2 separate regions of the Mus musculus genome follow, and region 1 is linked to region 2. The links are chromatin contacts, called in public ChIA-PET maps. All regions are on one chromosome and are shown on one strand. The core of a region is the stretch at or near the end of the contact, and the rest is flanking DNA. Distances in the headings are between cores, read along the strand shown.

Region 1 (3,506 bases), core at 805-3,304, 180 kb after region 2:
CCCCCTGGAACACCTGCTACAGCTCTTAACTATTGAGCTATCTCCCAGCCCTTCCCTTCTCCTTTATGTGACTGCTGCTGCTATTATTTTAGCATTCTGTCATGGAGGCGGAGGTTGTACTTTAGGAGAGAAGATTAGTTTCTGTAAAATTCTTTGGAGATAGAAATAATGCTTTTATCACGAGACCAGCTGTTTCTTGTGCCACCTCCTTGTTGCCATGCTCCCGATGGCATCAGAGTGTCATGACTTTTCATCTTAACCACCCTGTACTCCTGGTCCTGGTGAGGGCTATTCTAGACAGTGAAGCCGGAAATTGTTCTTAAAGCCCCATACTCGTTGATACTTAGTTGTTTGTTCGCCATTTCCTTTGTGAGTCCTTGGGTCGTGTTTGTTTGTCCTTGCTTGTACACTTGTCTTTTTCCTTTGTAGACTGTGAACAGCCCTTAAGTTGCATTGAGGACAGATGTTTCTAGTAGGTGTGGTAGAAGGAGATGAAACTGGATAAGCTTGTGGGTTAAGAATCCAGGAGATGGATGCTTCCTAAAGGAAGAGAAAGAAAGAAAGAGTCTTTCATAGGGTAGAATGTATGTGACTATTGGACAGAGCCGTGGACAAGTTTTTTTTTTTTTTGGTTTTTGGTTTTTTTTTTCAGATGTCTTTGGGACTGATAGAAACTTTAGGAAGAAATGGTTTAGATGAGACAGGGTTAAGTATAATAATGGTGATTTCACTTGAAGTACTGCAGAATATTTAAATGATAACGTGGGTCCGCAGCTGTAACCTGGAGCAAGAAAGCAAGGTAGCAGATGGAGGCCATGTTGTTCTATGAGTTGCCAAGAGAGTCCGGCAAATACATGCAGTGATGCCCTCATTGAGGATGCTGTAAAGATTTAAAAAGCCAGTGAATTTGGTTAGAGGTGTATGAGAACTAAGTGATACAGTGAATAGAAGAGAGGAATGCTGGGTAACAAGACAGCTGCATAGAGAATGGTGGGGCCTGGAAAGCAACTTGAGATCATTAATCACTGTAGTCTCATCTCAGTAGTGTGTGCTCAGGGATGGATCCAGTTGCCAACCTCAAGGAGAGAATCAGGGATGGGGCTGCATTGAGGACAGATGTTTCTAGTAGGTGTGGTAGAAGGAGATGAAACTGGATAGCTCCTGGGTTAAGAGAATCCAGGAGATGGATGCTTCTCAAGGGAAAAGAAAGATGGTCTTTTATGGGGTAGAATGTATGTGAATATCGGCAAGCCAAGTGAGAGACCTAACTGAAAGGCATTGAGATGCTGTCCTGCAGTGGCAATTAAGGAAACAGGCTTACTCCAGGAGTGCAGATCATGTAAGAAAGTCGTGAAATCAGAAATCAGGAATATTCTGGGAAGATGAGATGTCAGTCGGTTGTATTTTACAGTGACTCATGTAAGTTATTAATGAACTAAAACCTGATTCTTTGGGAGAGGGCAGAGGTTTTTTGTTTTGTTTTGGTTTTTGTTTGTAGTTTTAGTTTTGGTTTGGTTTGGCTTTGTGGTTTGGTTTTCTTTGGTTTGGTTTGATACAAGGTCTCATCCAGCCCTGGCTGGCCTAGAACCTGTTATGTAGACCAGAACTCAGGACAGTTGGCCTACCTCTGTTTCCCCTGCTTCCTGAACACCAGGATTAAAGGCGTGTGTCACTGTGTCTAGCCTTAAGAAGTGTTTTAGTTTGTTTTTCAGTGGGTATGGTTGGTGCAAGCAAGCCCGAGACAGAAACTGTAGAACATCAAGTTCAAGCCCAGCCAGCATATATACCAAGTTCCAGGATACCTAGAGATGCATACTGAGTCCTTCTCTCTCTCTCTCTCTCTCTCTCTCTCTCTCTCTCTCTCTCTCTCTCTCTCTCTCTCTCTCTCTCCACCCAACTCCTCAATTAGTTAAAGATGTCTTTTTTTTTTTTTTTTTTAATCCAGATGGCTTGTGTCTTCCAGGGGTCAGTAATTAACCAGATGGGCTTAGTAGGAAGATCAGAGAAAGTCATACATAAAGACACGGGGAAGTTAGCTTTTGAGGGAAGCTAGTATTGCTAAGGAGTCTGGTGGCCTTAGAAGTCAGAACACGTGACAAGATTTGGTAAACTAATCAGAGAAGTTGTGCCAGAGAGGAAATCTGAAAATAGAGCAATTCCAGGTGATGACCCTATTGGGTGGCACTGGCCTTTAGTTACGGTCAGAACAAAGGAAGGCCAGCAATTGGTGGGGGTGGGGGAGTAAGAGGAGAAAGATTGGGAATGCGGGAAGAGCTTAGAGGACCATTGGTGATGTGATGGAGTGTGCCACAGTTCTGATGCCCAGACTCTCTGCACTTATTGAGTTAACCATAAATCAAATGCTGCCTAATATCTTCTTAAAATATAGTTTATTTTCCAGCCACATTACTTGAACTAGCATGAAAGGGAGTATTGATTTTTTTTTTTCCAAGCTCCTCTTCAGTACCTATAGCTAGAGATTGCAAAAGACCATCTACAACCAGACTCCATAAATGCAGTAGAAAGGAAGACACGGGCAAGGGCCTCATCCTCTCGGCTTGGTGCTCAGTTTTCAAGTGCTGGGCCAAATCCTTGAAATTACAGAGTTTTCAATTAGTGAGACAGAAAGCTCATGTCAGTTTGCAGAAAAGAGTTAGCCTCCCTCAGGACTGCCGGCTTTATTTTTGTGAGGCTGTTGGGTGACATAATGAGCATCCTGTTTCCCTAAGCATGTACGTGTAGGCTCTTGTGAATTGACAGGCTAGAAGCTCTTGAGCACTGAGTAGGCCGGCGGAGCAGCTGGCGTGACATTCAAGTGTTCATGGTGCCTCTTAGCTCCTGAACAGAAGGGAAAAACACTGTTTTAAATTAGAAATCTCTTCCTTGACTGAAGCTGAAAATTTCAGCACCAGAGAGACTAGAAAATGATAGAACATTTGGTTCTCATATTTAACCGGAGGTATAGTATGTTCTTATATTTGGTAAATTGCACAGGATTATATAAAATTAACTTTATTTTGGAGCTTTTCAAAAGCACCCCCCTAAGCAAAAACCTTTGCAACCAAGAATCTTACTGTAAAAATGAAAGATGCCTAAGTAGATCAACAGAATTGGGGGGGAAAAGTATAGTTTATCTTAGAGGTATGAATAGAAGGTAGCTATGTAATTCAAGCATTTTGTTAAATTTGTTAAAATCAATGCCTTAAGGTGCTTAAACTTTTTTAGTTTGAAAGTAGAAAATTATTCACAGTATTTGTGAAATATGAGACTTAAGTAGAAAAATATCAGTGTATTTGGTATTAAAACCAAAACAGTTCAGAGTACCAGCTCACAAAATATTTGTAGAAAATAATCTGCTTTGAGTTATTCATGCAAATTACGAATGAGTAATTTGCCTATTTAGTCCAGGAACTTTTGGATCAAGATGGACATCCAACAGTTAGTTCATGAGTCAAAGTTCAGGTCACAGTCTCATAAAATAGTGACTTACAAAATTGACAGCAGGA
Region 2 (3,795 bases), core at 456-2,955:
GTAACTTGCCTAAGGTTATGTGCAGTCATGGACACACCCGAGGCTTGAGAGAACCAGATTGCCTGGATGTTGAATCTACACATTTATCAACCACATTCTCAGCCTCTCCTTCATCTCAGTAAATACATTACTTTTTAAAAGCTCAGCCCATGAGCCAGTCCTTCCTGGAAGCCTTCAGAGATTTCTCAGTCTCAATTAGCATCTGGGTTTATTTTTGTCTCAGCACTTAGGGGCACTGTACAATTGAAGTCCATTTTCTTGTCTTAGAAACTTAAGGAAGGGAGACATATTTTATATCCCCAAGCTTAACACAATGCCTAGCAAAAGAAAAGAAATAGTCATATGTTGTTAAACAACCACAATGAGGAAAAAAAAAAAAGCAAGAAATACCCAAGGGATTAAAATATGTGGATGCACGGGAAATGCAGAAAGCATTACCTGTGCAGAATCTGATGGGGCTCTTCAGTTGAGGCCTTATGACCTGGCCTATCTATCTAATATCAGAAATAAACTTTAGAATCATCTGACAAATACTACAAATCCTCATGAGAATTCAAGTTAAACACATGACTTGACATTTATTTGTTTAATCTGCTCAATAGATTTTTTTTTCCTGTGTCAACCATGAAAGCTAAAACTATTTCTAGGCCTTTCATCTTAGATCAGCTTTCCCTTAATTTCTACACTCCAAAATGTTGAACAAAAACATGCCCCTTTTTGTGGTTGGAAAGTTGGGCTTTACATAGAACTTTCAACACACAATTGTCAGCACCTGATTAGGGTCATTCTCAAGCCCGGGACTTTTCTTCCTTCCTTAAATAGGTCTTCTAGATGAATCATCGCTAGCCACTCTATGATTATGCCGAGACCAGATACACAGCTTATAAAGAACAGCACACGCTGTGGTCCTTGCATCAGTCTGTGCTCTGATTCAGGCAGATTTCATTTTCATTCAATAAAAAAATTAGAATGAATCGTCTGCAGGAGTTTGAGCCATCGGTTTCTGCTATGGGAGCAAGGAAACAAGAGTTGGCGAAAGCGCACATCCACCCATTTCCAGCTTATTAGCATTTCTGATTCGGAGATGAATTTGGTGGAAAAGGACGTAGATGGGACCTTTATGATACCAATTAAATTATTTTCTGTGCTCCATGTCATTAACAAAACCACATATACATTTCGTCATCTAACACTGAAGTAGAGCCTTGTTAACTATTTGACAACATACTCATACTCATGCCTATTTATTCACTGGATGGATTTAAGGAAATGTAACATTTTGGTGATCAATAAGGGTTTCTTGTCATAGGTACATACATGGTCCTGAGTATTAATATGAAAAAGTCTCATATCCTTTTCCCTGGATGAGGCTAAGAACAAACAAACAAGATGGAAAGAAGGAAAGTCCTCAAATCTGCCATGCTGCATAACATTAAAGTAGATAGAAGAGATAGTATCTAAGAGATAGTAGACAGTGTGTAGATAGTGCATATTCTTGCCTTTAATCTGTCTCTCGAATGACATCCAAAGTGTATGAAACCATGACCCTGTGTTTCTACAATTGAAGGCTATTTCCTGAGCAGCCGCAGACACACAGAGAAAGTTCCCACACAGCTGAAGCATTCAGAAGGAGGGGGAGAGCATCCTGAGCTAGACTTGCCTCTGGTAGGGTTTCAGACACATTGCTCCTCCAGAGCAAGACAGAAGCTACCCCTTTCTGAGTCGTTCTAGCATCCTCTGACTATGGTTTTGTACAACTGTTTCCACCTCTATCTCCTGAGGAAAGACATCAAAAGAAAACAAAGCTCTGACACAGGGAACCATCAGAGCCAACAAAGAACAATGCCCCCCCCCCCCCTCCTACCACAGGCAGCAGGAAACAGAAGAGTGAGCTGTAAAGTATGCTAAGCCAATTACGAGGAATGGGAGGAGACACTGGGCAGGGGAAGTAAAATCAGCCCAAGCTGGGCCAGCAGACATGGCTCAGGGAAGAGGCTGCCCATGGAGGCAGTCCCTCATAAAAAAGAAAAATGGAATTCGAAGAAAGAGATTTTTTATCATGCTTTTTCTTTATGCTGAGGGATGTTATCCATATTACAGTGAAATATGAAATATGAACCCTCCTTCATATCCCTCCTCCACCAACATACCCCATGAGGAAAATTTTGAGAGTTATGTGTTCCCTTAGCCTTTTTTTCTGAGAAATGCAAGTAAATTATTTACTACATTCTGAAATTGCTACTGACAGCTGGGTTCCTTTGCTCACAGCACTGTTCTGGATCAAAATTCAGGGATGGCTGCTTCATGAACAATGCAAATCCTTGCAAAAACAAAACAAAATAAAACAAAAAAAACACTAGGACAACCAACTTTGCCACCACTTCCCATGGGTTTGAACTTTTTGAATACTTTGTAGAATTCAGTCATGTCTTTAGACCGATTCCCTCTACACTCCAAGAACATCTTAATCCATCATCGTTTGTTATTATTTTGTCTTTGTCATACATAACTTACTACACCATTGAAGAAAAGTCTTTCTTCTTTGTATTCCAGGCTGTAATTGACCAAACTTCCAGGAAGCGAGTGGATACTTCATCAGGTGATGCATAAGCCAACCCGTTTAAAGATGCAGATGATGTTCTACTAATTAAAACATGATTTTCAAAATGGAAAAGCTAGGTGTACTGGCTGCTTTTGTGTGTCAACTTGACACAAGTTAGATTCATCAGAGAGGAGGGAGCCTCAGTTGAGGAAATGACTCCATGAGATCCAGCTATAAGGCATTTTCTCAATCATTGATCAATGCGGGAGGGCCCAATCCATTGTGAGTGGTGCCATTCCCTGGGCTGGTAGATCTGGGTTCTAGAAGAAAGCAGGCTGAGTAATCTATGTGAAGCAAACCAGGAATCTGCACTCCTCCATGGCCTCTGCAGCAGCTCCTGCTTCTAGGTTCTACTCCCTCTTGAGCTCATCTCCTGACTTTCTCGAATGATGGAGTATGCTCTAGAAGTATAATAAACCCTTTTTTCCCCAAGTTGCTTTTTGGTCATGATGTTTCATTGCAGCAATAGAAACCCAAGGATACTAGGTATAATAATCCACTTACGTAAATTCAGTCCTCTGTGGAGAGCCGTGCCGCGAACAATCGTGTGCGTGCCGTGAGCAATCACCATTCTAAGATGGCGCTGGCTTTCACTGCGCCTAACTAGTAAACAAGCCTTATGTGCAAGTGCAAGAGTGAACTCACACCTCGTCACTGCCCATCTCGCGGCGTAGCAATGGGGTGATGGGCGAGTAACGAATCAGGAGCTGTCACGCCACATCAGGTGCTGAAACGTCACGTTGCGGGCTATATAAGCAGCACCATTTTCCCAGTTCGGGTCTTCCCTCCTGATAAGTAAGCAATAAAAGCTTTGCTGCAGAAGATTCTGGTTGTCCTGAGTGTGTTCTTGCCGGCGGGGACAAAAGCTAGGGATAGTCCTCAAAAAATTGAGGCAGGAAAACCATGAGTTCAGAATCAACCCAGGCTACATTGAAGGCTAGCCTGAGCTACAAAGCCAAAATAGTACAAAATAGTACAAAATAGTAACAACTATTGTTGTCCAGCAACAGCAGCAAAAAAATATATGTAAGTCTGATAGCTTTAGTGATATTGATGGTATGTCAATTTTCTCCACCTCATTATGATTGGTCTTATCAAATACTTTATGTGTTGTGTGATTGTCACTGTCAATCCACACAGGAAGGCTTTTCTTGTTGGCCTTACCAAAGTGTCTTTGTTTCAGCAATGCATTT

The links. ChIA-PET counts read pairs in DNA pulled down with a chosen protein or histone mark.
Region 1: an RNA polymerase II ChIA-PET map of memory CD8 T cells shows a contact between it and region 2, with 19 read pairs. The contact joins two enhancer-like sites. A contact is called at or near these places in 1 of 484 Hi-C or Micro-C datasets (bone marrow-derived macrophages) and 3 of 115 datasets of contacts at active chromatin or transcription factors (CD8 T cells, bone marrow-derived dendritic cells and memory CD8 T cells).

The regions. Positions count from the first base shown.
Region 1 is chr10:98,956,832-98,960,337 of GRCm38.p6, forward strand. The region is part of intron 1 of Atp2b1 (ATPase, Ca++ transporting, plasma membrane 1); the gene reads left to right. Among named protein-coding and RNA genes, the nearest start is that of Atp2b1, 43 kb to the left of the region's middle. Within about 2 kb of position 2,055, at least 35 of the 459 cell types and tissues checked have an H3K27ac peak or open chromatin away from gene starts, as enhancers often do. A contact at or near this core is called in memory CD8 T cells, where this site is marked.
Region 2 is chr10:98,780,341-98,784,135 of GRCm38.p6, forward strand. No RefSeq gene overlaps it. Among named protein-coding and RNA genes, the nearest start is that of Gm40750, 25 kb to the right of the region's middle. Within about 2 kb of position 1,706, at least 72 of the 459 cell types and tissues checked have an H3K27ac peak or open chromatin away from gene starts, as enhancers often do. A contact at or near this core is called in memory CD8 T cells, where this site is marked.